2 separate regions of the Sus scrofa genome follow, and region 2 is linked to region 1. Evidence: chromatin contacts called from public Hi-C data. All regions are on one chromosome and are shown on one strand. Each heading gives the region's core, a stretch centred on a gene start, on an enhancer-like site or on the middle of the called end of the contact. The rest is flanking DNA. Distances are from core to core; before and after follow the strand shown.

What was found. A called contact is a pair of places that touch in the nucleus more often than the background predicts.
Region 2: a contact with region 1 is called in a Hi-C map of adipose tissue, with 2.7 times the contacts expected there. The contact joins two enhancer-like sites. A contact is called at or near these places in 22 of 47 Hi-C or Micro-C datasets (adipocytes, adipose tissue, blood and 12 more) and 2 of 2 datasets of contacts at active chromatin or transcription factors (alveolar macrophages and skeletal muscle).

Annotation. Positions count from the first base shown.
Region 1 is chr1:29,080,996-29,087,016 of Sscrofa11.1, forward strand. It overlaps ALDH8A1 (aldehyde dehydrogenase family 8 member A1), which reads left to right. Exons shown (of 7, transcript XM_021087621.1): 7 at 1-2,820. Among named protein-coding and RNA genes, the nearest start is that of ALDH8A1, 23 kb to the left of the region's middle. Within about 2 kb of position 3,661, at least 18 of the 83 cell types and tissues checked have an H3K27ac peak or open chromatin away from gene starts, as enhancers often do. A contact at or near this core is called in adipose tissue, where this site is marked.
Region 2 is chr1:29,762,255-29,768,275 of Sscrofa11.1, forward strand. No RefSeq gene overlaps it. Among named protein-coding and RNA genes, the nearest start is that of SGK1, 17 kb to the left of the region's middle. Within about 2 kb of position 3,402, at least 7 of the 83 cell types and tissues checked have an H3K27ac peak or open chromatin away from gene starts, as enhancers often do. A contact at or near this core is called in adipose tissue, where this site is marked.

The DNA.
Region 1 (6,021 bases), core at 2,411-4,910:
ACTCATCGTTTTTTCTAAGACCTAAGTTCTATTGTGATTCAAAAGTCTGGCAGCTGAACCTCTTAGCTCTGGTGCCTGAATACCCATCTCCCACCACGCTGATTTTCTGCCCAGGAGGGTGTTCTCACAAGAATCTGAAGCTGGTCCTGCTGTTGCCACTTCTTATCCAGATTCTGGATCCTACCTTGTGGAGGGACCTGCTTCCTGCTGACAGACATTTTGGATGCTGTTTCCCTGCATCGGTGTCTCTTTGGGTCTCTAGAAGCTTCCCCTGGGCTCACATGCCAGTCTCACGGCTGCAGATTTGACCAAACGCTGTTCTCCTTCACCGTGCACTATCCCATTTCTCAGTTGTTCAAACCATTGGCTACAATGTCTTAGCTCCCCAGTTACACTTCTCTTCCTTTTTACTCCCAACCAAGTGGGTGAGTTTAGTTCCAAGACCTCACCTCTTCCTGGCCACCTCATACTGTCTCATGTTTCAGCTAAGGGTGCCATGTGAGTCTGTACCTCCACACACAGTTCCACCCCCGTGGTGGCTCTGTGGCTGTGGGGCTCAGAACTGAAATGAAGAAAATCAGAAGCCAGGGTCACAATGTTATGTCTGTAAAGTATTATTTCTAAGCGGGAGCATGGGCACTTGAGTGTTTACTAGTTCATAAGTAGGAAAGGGGAGAAGCGGCTGCAGCGCAGGACAGCCTGGAGCATGCGCAGGAGGATGCCGAGAGGGGGTGGAGCCACTTCAGCTTCCAGGCTCAGGCGACACATCCCCAGGCAGACAAGCAGGAGCTGAAGGGACAGGAGCAAAGAGGTCTTGGCGCAGCAATTCTCAGACTTTGATGTGTTTCTGAATCACTCAGAACAATCGTTAAAAATGCAGATTCAGGAGTTCCCTGGTGGCTCAGCAGGTTAAGGATCTGGCATTGTCATTGCTGGGGTGCTGATTGGATCCCTGGCCCAGCAACTTCCGCATTCTGGAAGCAGCCAAAAAAAGAAAAAAAAAGTAGATTCAGAGTTAGTGGGTCTGGGGTGGGCCCTGACTACACCTTCTAAGTCGAAGGACTTAGAATTGTGACACTGTGACACCAAAGGCCCAAATTTCTCCTCCACATCCCAGGAGGTCCCAGGGGCGGTTGGCTGCAGCACCTGCCCTTCTCAGAGACAAAGGAAGCGCTCAAACACCAGAGTGGAAGGCCTTTCTGGAGAAGGTCTCCACTGCGGCTGTTGGCACAAGCCTGAGATAACAGTCCTTCGTGTGCAACGCATGGGAGGCAGAAGGAAAGGCAGCTTCGCTCCACCTAGGAGTGAAATCCATGGAAGATTTCCCCACTGGAGGTAAAGTCCTCACTTTGATAGTTATAGCAGTACAAGCTGAACTGCCCACATACCCTAAAAATAGCCTGTCTCGGACCCTTTCACACATAGAAATGTAGAGTTAGTCCCCCATGCAGTGATGGGTCTTATGGGGAAACTCTTCTTCCAAAATGCAAACAATAACTTTGCCAACTACCTATAACAATCAACAATATGCTTTTTTATTAAAATATATTACTGATCAACCAAAGACCATCAAATATTTAGTAAAAGAGAAATTTCAAGATGCGTGAGAGAGGAACTGACTACAGGAGAAACAGATAAAGGAAAGAAAGAAGGCAAGAAAATTAGTATCCTTGGGGAGGTGAGAGAGGCTGGGGGTCCACACAAAAGAACAGACTGCTGCGAAAAGAGAGCAAGCAGCAGAGAGCAAAAGGGAACATGAAAGAGGCCACGACAAATCAAGCATTAGTTCCACAAATATATTTTAAAAATCAGTAGAATTTAATCATTGGTATGAGTGAAAACTAAATTAGTAATCTGGAAGATAAAGTTGAGAAAATATCTCAGAATGTAGAAAATGACAGGAAAGAAAATATCTGAAAGCTGAGATGGCAGAGAGCTCTAGAAAGCCATTCGTATGTAACTAATCCAAGATCAGAGAACAAAAGTGAATAATCAAATAAATTAGAAAAGATCATTTCACTGAGCTAGAAAAAGACTTTCAGATGAAAAATAGTCTCCGTGTGCCAAGAACCATTCTGTCGAAAATTTGAAATTCCTGGTATAAAGCTTGCAGAAGGAATCACCAGAACACCTACCAAATAAGTAAATAAACCAAAAAAAAAAAAAAAAAACCCCTAAAGATTGTCATCACACTTTGTACAAATTACACGGGTGCTAGAAGACAGTGGAGCAAAACTTCAAAGTTCTAAGGCCAAATTATATTGAACCTAAATTTTATAGCAAGCTAACTGTTATTCAAGAATTAAGACAAAATAAGATACCCAATGACTCAGAAAATTTCTCCTATTTACTCTTCCTGGAATAACTTGGGAGTGGCGTGCAGGAAAAGGAAAACTGAATCCAATGAACTGCCTCGGAAATAAGATGAAAAAGGGTCTTAAACTGTTAGCTGTAAATCAGGCCTAGAAAGGAACTGGCCCAATTTAGAGCACAGTGGACAATAGGTAGTGATTGAAGAATGCTGATTAAAAAATATGTTTAAGAGTTCCTGTGTGGCTCAGTGGGTTAAGGTTCCGGGTGTTGTCACTGCAGTGGCTTGGGTTGTTGCTGTGGTACTGGTTTGATCACTGGTGCCTGGAAAACTTCTGCATGCCTTGGGCACTGCCAAAAAAAAGATGTTTTATAATCTGGACGATCTTAGATATGTAAAAATGTATTTTAGAGTAAAGGAAACAAAACACTATTCAGAAGTCACGATAAGATGAAGCGAATTGAAATGTAACATGACTTGGGAAAATAAAGGGGTATAAGTAAAAAGAATCATTTTTTCCATCATTTTTTTTGGAGGGCTATTTTTGGCAGCATAAAATTAAATTACTATCTTTTAAAATTTTTTATTTTCCCTTTTTGGTTGAAGGCTCAGCGTGTGAAAGTTCCTGGACCAGGGATTGAACCCTCCCCACAGCAGAAACATTAGATCTTTAACCCGCTGCGCCACCAGGGAACTCTCACATTTTTATCGTAATGGGCCTTACGTACTACTTGATGCTGCAATTAATATTTATATGCGTTGAATATTTGAATATCTGCTACTGGCTTTCAGTTTGTAAAGTCAAAGTGTTTTGGACACTTTACTAAATTACCCATGGAAGATGTCCTCCAGGGCCCTGGGTCCTGCTAGTTTGCTCAGTAGTTTCTGGAGAGGTTGACCCAGGAGAAAACCTTCCCCTACTTCACCTCTTCTTTCCCTTCTTCCCACGTGGGGAGGGTGAGAGGCTTGCCATCCTCATGGGATGTCCCCCTAAGCCTGAGCCTAGACTTTTTAAAGAGATCTCCAGAGCCTGTGGTCCTTTGCTTTGGATTCCTTCTCTCCTGGCCACTCCTGGGATCTTTGCTTGGCGTTGCCTACAGTTTCCTATGACCCCCCCATTAATGGTGGGTGGATCTACCTCTAAGATGTCCCAGGGGTGAGTCCCTCACTTCAGACGCTGCAGATGAAGGTTTCAGGCTGTACTTTAAGGAAGACATTTTGTTCATGGGTGTCTAAAGTAAGACTTCTGGAATGTGTCCTGTTTTTTATTAGTCTAACAGCCCCAGGCATCCACGTTGTCAATCTCTACGCCCCGCTTGTCAGCGCCCCAGCGGCTGACTCATCCAGCCCGTGCAAAGCATCGGCGTCACTACGCTGAGACTTCTGCCAAATGAATGCTAGGTAGCTCTTCTGGGAAGAGTCATGTTTCTGATTGCAGCTGGCCATTTATCAAGGGTCTGGCATTTGCCTAATCTCATCTGTTGGCCCAGGATATGCCATCTCCGTGCTCTGATTAAGCTTTCCCTCCCACACCTCATTGCGTTCCTCATCCACATTCCTCAGTCCAGTCTTATTTCAGGAGATAGCATTGTACTCCAATCTCATATAATTGTCATTCCAGTGTGACTCAACGATTTCCAACAAAACAGTGAATACTCCAAATACTCCTTGGAAGAGTAAGAACTGTTGGAATCATTGAATCATAACAAGGTAGAGTTGCCAGGGATCTTGAGGTCGCCCTGTACAGTTTTCTCCCACTCCCAGGTGGACAAATGAAGCACACAGGGATTAACTGTCTTGCCAAGATCTCATAGCAAAAAGTAGAGGCAGATCTGGACCAACAGAAATATACAAGTATCAAAGAGGTAGGGTATTCTCAGGACAATGGAAATAATTGCAAATTCTGGTAAGTATTTTGGAATTCCCTCCCACAGATAGTAAGCAGCTGGCCCTTGTCTTCACTGAGGATAAGATATGGGAGTGGGGGGAGTTGTTAATTACAGTTTGAGTTTTTATGTAAAAGGAGTACTCCATGCAAATGTTTCAATCTCAGAAGCAGTGAATGGTGGGGGAGAGTGGGAACGCCTTTCTGGAAGACTCCAAGCACAGGAGGTGCCCCTATCAGGGGCGATCATCATGCTCAGGGGTGGGGGTGGGGAGCACTCCGTGATATTGTATAATTTCTGTGATGACGAGAGCTGCCTGGCCGCTGCACCAGGTGCCGGCTGCCTGCGTGGGAGCGGATTCCTTCGGGCATCAAATGCTCTCCCCGCAGTATCTCATCAAGGGGTCCACGTATCAGATCACAAGATCCGCCCCTGGGAAACAGGCAGCAAAGGCGCACGAATTTCTAAATAGTAGAAATCCGATTTTCCTGAGACATCCCTGGGAACAAAGCATGGAAGAATCATCAAGATAGTTAAAAACTTGAAGATCAGCCTATTTATCTCTTCAAGAGAATTTTGAGCTATTTCCCTGACGTTTAAAGTTGAGCAAAGAGAATTCCTGCTATGGTGCAAGGGGATCGTTGGCGTTTCTGGAACACTGGGACCTAGGTTTGATCCCCGGCTAGGCACAGTGGGTAGAGGATCTGGTGCTGCAGCTGTGGTATAGATTGCAGGTGCCGCGGGGATCTGATCCCTGGGCCAGGAACTCCATACACTGCGAGGCAAAAAAAAAAAAAAAAAAAAAAAAAAAAAAAAAAAAAAGGTGGTCAAAGGATGCGCTTCTAGAGTCCTTTCTGCGTTCACTTCAGGTATCTTTGAGGAAGTGCCCTCTCCCCCTTAATAGTAATAAATCACCAGAAAGCAGTTGTGAGGGGTTATTTATAACTCCCTGGGAGCCCATGGCCCTTGGCTGGGGCCTGGGCTGAATGATCTAGGGTCAGACTGAGTTCCATCACCTGGGTGTCTGCTGCCCTGTTCCCAGTAGTGGAAGCTATACAAAGCGCTTAGGAAGCACTTACTGAGAGCAGTGACTGCGCTCCCCTCCCCTCCGGGCCCTTCCTCTGATAGCCTGAATAAAAGGAGAGAGTTCACATCTCCTGGACAGTGGTCCAGGGAATGCACTGCACCCTTTCCTCAGGATGTACTTAGTGCATTCTAATCTTGCGAAAGACTAACTCCCTGAACTTTAAGGTTAGAAATAATTAGACAAGAAAATCCCTTCCCTTGATTTCTTGTAACTGTCAACAATGATGAGTAGTGAAAACATTGTTCCAGGTCAGCCTTCTCACTCTCCGTGAACCTTTGCTCCATATTGTTTATAGAAAGAATATGACATTTCTGGCATGATAAGGTGCGCGTTGCTATTTCTGCCTTTGGACAGTTCTTTGTGCTTTGCTGTCCATCTCAAGAACCCAGATAGCTCCAGAAACCTAAATAAATGCTGTGATTCCTCCAGATTGTTCAACACACTCTCCCTGTCATTCGTTTCTCCTTCATTACAGAAAATACCTCCTTCTGTCTTCACCAAGCCATTTCGGAAAAATTCAAACCTTGGCAACAATAGATAGCTTCATATCTCCTGTCTTGATTGCTTTAGAGGTTAACCATACAGAAAGCAACATTTCATTTTCAAGCTCTGAAGGATCTTAAGGTGGCCTCATCCTGTTTTCCCTTTTTTCTCTTTTCATCATTTATACACACACACACACACACACACACACACACACACACACACACACACACATTTTTTTGTCTTTGCCTTTT
Region 2 (6,021 bases), core at 2,152-4,651, 680 kb after region 1:
GGATGCAGAATAATGTATTTTAATTGCACAAGAAAGTAAATAATAATGCTCTCGGTTCCTGCTTGAGGGTGGAGGGGCTGGAGCCACTCAGACCATCTGTACCTTTGCTTCATAACTTAAAACACAGCTTCCAATCAGCTCCCCCAGTGCTGCATCTTTGGAAGCATAGAGAACAGTCAGGTGCCCTCAGATTCCTAAGTGTGGCCACCCTTTCAGCTGCAGCAGTCAGATCGTGATGAGTAAGGTGAGTAAATATTCCCACATCCTGGTTTTATGTACTTCGAGATGTTTCCAATTATCCCAAAGGATTATTAAACTTTCAAATACAATTTCTTTTAGCTTTCTTTAAGAAACACGCATCATAAAATAAGGGTGAATTATGCTGCATTCGCCACCAGCAAAAGCAGAATGGCATAGTGCTGTACTAGCCTGACACTACACCGTGTTAGGTTTTCTTTAAAGAGAGAAAGGGTGACACTCTCACAAAGCTTTGTCCTTTACTTTTTCATCATCACTAACAGCAGTACAGTCAAATCTGGGGCAGGAACCTAGGTTGTTGGGGGTGTGTCTGGCTATAAACCAAAGATGGGATTCAGATTCTACCTCTGCCATGTGGTAAGTCCCCTTTTCTCTAAAATGGGCATGCTGGTAATGATTCACAGGTCATGCAAATTTCCAACAAGAGATAAAGGTGGGAGAATGGGCTTTGCTAACTTGAAAATAATCAACTAGTTTCCGATGCATCCCAGAAAACACCATACTTTGAACTGTACCGGGTTACGCAGTTGTTTATGATAAGATGCGAGGCCTCTAGGAGTAAGATTTTTCTAACATATTATCCTACTGAGAATTTTGTTATCAGAGTTCCTGCTGTGGCTCAGTGGATTAAGAACTTGTTTAGTATCCATGAGGGTGAGGATTCAATCGCTGGCTTTGCTCAATGGGTTAAGGATCCAGTGTTGCCGTGAGCTGTGGTGTAGGTCGCAAACACGGCTTGGATCTGGCTGCTGTTGCTGTGGCTGTGATATAGGCTGGCAGCTGCAGCTCCGATTCGACCCCTAGCCTGCGAATTTCTATATGCCACAGGTGTGGCTCTAAAAAGAAAAAAAATATATTATTACCTAGTAGAACTCAGTTCCCAGGCTAGGGGTCAAATCAGAGCTGTAGCTGCTGGCCACAACTATAGCCAGAGCAACGCCAGATCTGAGCTGTGTCTGTGACCTACACCACAGCTCATGGCAACACTGGATCCTTAACCCACTGAGCAAAGCCAGGGATCAATCCCATGGATACTAGTCAGGTTGGTGACCACTGAACCATGACGGGAACTCCAGAAGTCAGTTTTTTTAAACACATCTCAATGCACACGTTTATTTGAATTGCCTTTGACATTTCTTCCCAATTAAAAACAGGAAAATTTTTCAAGGAATTAAATCCCCGAATGCAGAGAGTAAGAATTGTTCTTGGGGAGTTCCCGTCGTGGCGCAGTGGTTAACGAATCCGACTAGGAACCATGAGGTGGTGGGTTCAGTCCCTGCCCTTGCTCAGTGGGTTAACGATCCGCGTTGCCATGAGCTGTGGTGTGGGTTGCAGACGCGGCTTGGATCCAGCGTTGCTGTGGCTCTGGCGTAGGCCGGCAGCTACAGCTCCAATTCGACCCCTAGCCTGGGAACCGCCATATGCCGTGGGAGCAGCCCAATAAATAGCAAAAAAAGACAAAAAAAAAAAAAAGAATTGTTCTTGGAGTTCCCGTTGTGGTGCAGCGGAAATGAATCCAACTAGGAACCATGAGGTTGTGGGTTCAATCCCTGGCCTCGCTCAGTAGGTTAAGAAACAGTGTTGCCCTGAGCTGAGGCTCAGATTGGCATAGGCCAGCAGCTGTAGCTCTGATTTGACTCCTAGTCTGGGAGCTTCCATGTGCCGAGAGTGTGGCCCTAAAAAAAAAAAAAAAAGATTGCCTCATCCAGTATCAACCTAAACAAATCAATGTGTCTCTACCCAGCAATAAAAGTTAAAAAACAGAACAGGAAAAGAAAAAAAGATTTTATTTACAGTTACAGCAAAATTTATAAAGTCTCTAGAAATTATTGAACCTAACACAGAAGGCACCGGGATTTTGTACAGAAAAAAAGTTAACTCTATTAAAGTGAGCGACTACATGAACAGCTATGTTACATTAGTGAACATGATGTCATAATTTTGCAAAGATATTGATTCTTCCAAAATTTATCTATAGGATTCAGTAAATTTCCATTGAAAATCTAAAAAGATTTTTTTGGGCTGAATTGAAAAATTAATTGTAAAATGTAACTGAAAGTGTAAGAGTCACTAATATTTCATACAAAATTTACATGAAATAACTGACCCACCATGATAGTAAATGGAGAGCAGAGAGGGGAAACAAGAGCTACCAGATCTTAAAACATATTATAAGACAAAAAAAACAAAAAGGGGGGGGGGTTCCCATAGTTGCTCAGTGGTTAGCGAATCTGACTAGGAACCATGAGGTTTCAGGTTCAATCCCTGGCTTTGCTCAGTGGTTAAGGATCCAGCGTTGCTGTGAGCTGTGGTGTAGATCACAGATGAGGCTGGGATCCCTTATCGCTGTGGCTCTGGCATAGGCTGGCAGCTACAGCTCCGATTCAACCCCTAGCCTGGGAACCTCCACATGCCGCTGGTGTGGCCCTAAAAAGACAAAAAAAAAAAAACCCATATTACAAGAGACACTGAAATGGTATTGTAATAACATGCTATTGTCCTATGGACAAATGGGACAGAGAGGTGGTATATGGAATATCAGATTAGTGACACCACAATTCAATGGAGAAACCAGATTATTTACCAAATAATGTTAGGAAATTTAGCCCATTATATGAAGAAAAGTCAGTTGGACCACTACTTCACATGACATTTAAAACTAAACATCAGATGGGTTGAAAAAGACCTAAATGCGAAAGATAAAACTGTGGAGGTAATAGAAGAAAATATCAAAAAAAGCGATCAAGTCATTGATTAGCTAATTCATGATCAGGCACATCAAGTATCACTTTCTCCTTAGAGGGCTAAGAGAGTATGGGAATCATATGCAAATCATGGCTTGAGCAGGATTAAAGAATGAGAAGAATGGGGCATGATGGAGGATAATGTGAGAAAAAGAATGCATATATATATATATGTGTGTGCGTATGTGGCTGGGTCATTTTGCTGTACAGTAGCAAATTGACAGAACACTGTAAAGCACCTATAATGGAAAAAATAAAATCATTGAAAAAATAAAATTCAAATTCAAAAGAAAAAGAATGGGAGGAATTGTAATGAATGCGGAGTAAGCTTCCAGGGAAAGTAATGGTGACCTGCATTCACTCCCACTGCTCCATCGCCAGAGACTTCACGGCTCTTGGGAGCACCTTCCTATCTTCACAGAGCAGGGAGCCCAACACGCCCCGCCAGGAATGCATAGCCAGCTGTTTCAGTCGACCTTCCGTGGAGATTGCCTTTTTATGAGACGGACACTTGAAAGGCGAGAAGAGAACCAAAGGTCACCAATAAATAACTCTGGAATATACGGCTCAAATGTGAATGGCCATTTTAAACTGAAAAGCTCTATGAAAATGCATTATGAATCTCCTGAAAGGCAGTTTCATATGTTTAATGGTGTCTAACGTCCGTGTTTAAGGGATAGTAAGACATATTTCATACTTCAGAGAGCTATTGTGAGAATTAAATGAAATAAGGGAGCTTTTACATAAAAGGAGTTACTGTTCAAATATTTTAAAGAATTTCCTGACACCCTTTATCAATTTGTGAAGTAACATTAACATCAGTCTGCAGCGCCACCCAGTGGATACAGTGATGCTCGCTCCTTTAAAAAGTGTTCCTTTTTCAGGGGTAAAAATTACTTTTATTGCATGTCTGTTACTGAGGCATTTCACTGACATTCAGTATATTTCTCTCAGATTCTTTATGTATAAAAATTGTTTATGTGAGTAATTTATTTTTATAAGACCCAAAAAAGCAGCAAATTTCAGGTTATAAACTGTTTTACTCAGAATGCTTCACTTTGTACAGCTGTCCGAGTCAGAACTGCAACCCAGATATTTGTCTGATAAACAGTTTGTTATTTAATACAGAAGGACAAGCTGAGGGTGTTGTTGGACTTGTCTCCTTCTTCTTGTTCTTTTTTTTTTTTTTGTCTTTTTTGCCCCCCTCAGCATATGGCATTCCCGCGCCAGGGATCAAATCTGGGCTGTGGGATGGAAATCCTGTGAAATCAGATTGTTATGATCATTATACAACTACAGATGTGATAAATTCATTTGAGTAATAAAAAAATTGAAAAAATAAATAAATAAAAATAAAAGAGAAAAAAAAAATCCCAAGCCACAGTTGTGACCTGCACTGCAACTGTGGCTACGTTGGATCCTAACCCACCATGCCAGAGATCAAACCTCTGTCCCAGAGCTCCAGAGGTGCCTCCAGGAACTCGTTTCCTTCTTGATGTGCCCATAAGCTGCATTTAAAATTGCTGAGTTCACACCAGAAACTTTTAGAGATCACTCACTCACCCAGAGAGCACTGCTTTAATAAAAATCTACTGAGTATTTTTCAGCGTTAGGCGCTGTGCTCGGCGCTAGGTATACAATGATAAGCGGAGGGAATGAATCCCTGCCTTCGGGGGTTTTCCGTCTAATCGGAGAGCCACACAGGAATTAAGTAACCACACTGTTGACTGAACAAAAATGCACAACTTAAAAGTTAAGAATTATTTTATTTGGTGGAAAAACTGAGGACTTAAGCCTGGGACACAGCCTCTCAGACGTCTAAGTGACTGCTCCGAAGAGATAAGGAAGGAGCCAGGGTATACAGAAATGTTTGCAGTAAAGACTAGGTGGTCTGAACTATATATGATTCTTGTTAATTAAAGAAAGCCAGGTATTTCAAGTTAATCAATTCAGCACTTTTCTATGTTTGCACATATGCAGGCATCTGGGCTCACTGAAATCCTTCCTTTGCTTTGCACCTTAGCGCCCTAGGGCCAGGCTCCTTTTCTTGAGCCACCTTAGGCAGGAGCTGCAATGGCTGAGGGCTTGTCATTGGGCAGGGGGCAGCCCATTTATTTCCAACCCAAGTTCCCTTGGGGCTCACCACTGAAGGTGGGGGGTGGAGGGGTGTGTGTAGTGCCTTGATGGCAACAATATCCTTTGTTTATTGATGTGGCAGACAGTATGTTTCACTCACAATACAAACGTTACTGGCTTACTCAGGTCAGGGAATGTGAATTTTTGTTTCATTATGGTTTGTTTTGTTTTGTTTGTGTTTTTTTGCCAGATATCAAAAGTCCCACTTGTCCTGCATGTTTGGGGGGCTTTGGTTTACAGAGAAAGATCTTGAGGTTCTTTTGTTTAAACTTGACAATCAGCAGGAAGAAGAAAGAAGCATGTCCTCCACGTTATAGTATGATTGTGTGAAGCAGTGAAATTTGAAGTCAGAAATACCAAGTCCTATGGTCTCTTAATATTCTTTTGACCTTCAGCAAGTGATTTTATCTCCCTGATATTCACTTTTTCTTTTCTGTAAAATAGAAGGAATAGTAATACCTACCGTGATAGGGGAAAGCCATGACTATGACAGTGCATGGTGCATAATAGGTGGTTAATACTTTGTCTAAAGTATCATGTAGCTAAAGGTCACATGATTTTAATGTGTCACTCATATCTCATTGACCCCTAAAATGGTACATAGAGGGGGTTTTGGGGAGGTTTTTGTTTTCGTTTTTGTTTCCTTTTTAGGGCTGCATATAGAAGTTTAGGCAACATATAGAAGTTCCCAGGCTACGGGTCAAATCAGAGTTGCAGCTGCCAGCCTATACCACAGCCACAGCAACACAGGATCTGAGCCACATCTGCGACCTAAACCACAGCTCATGGCAACTCCAGATCCTTAACCCACTAAGCAAGGCCAGGGATCAAACCAGCATCCCATGGATACTAGTCGGGTTGGTCACCATGAACCACAGTGGGA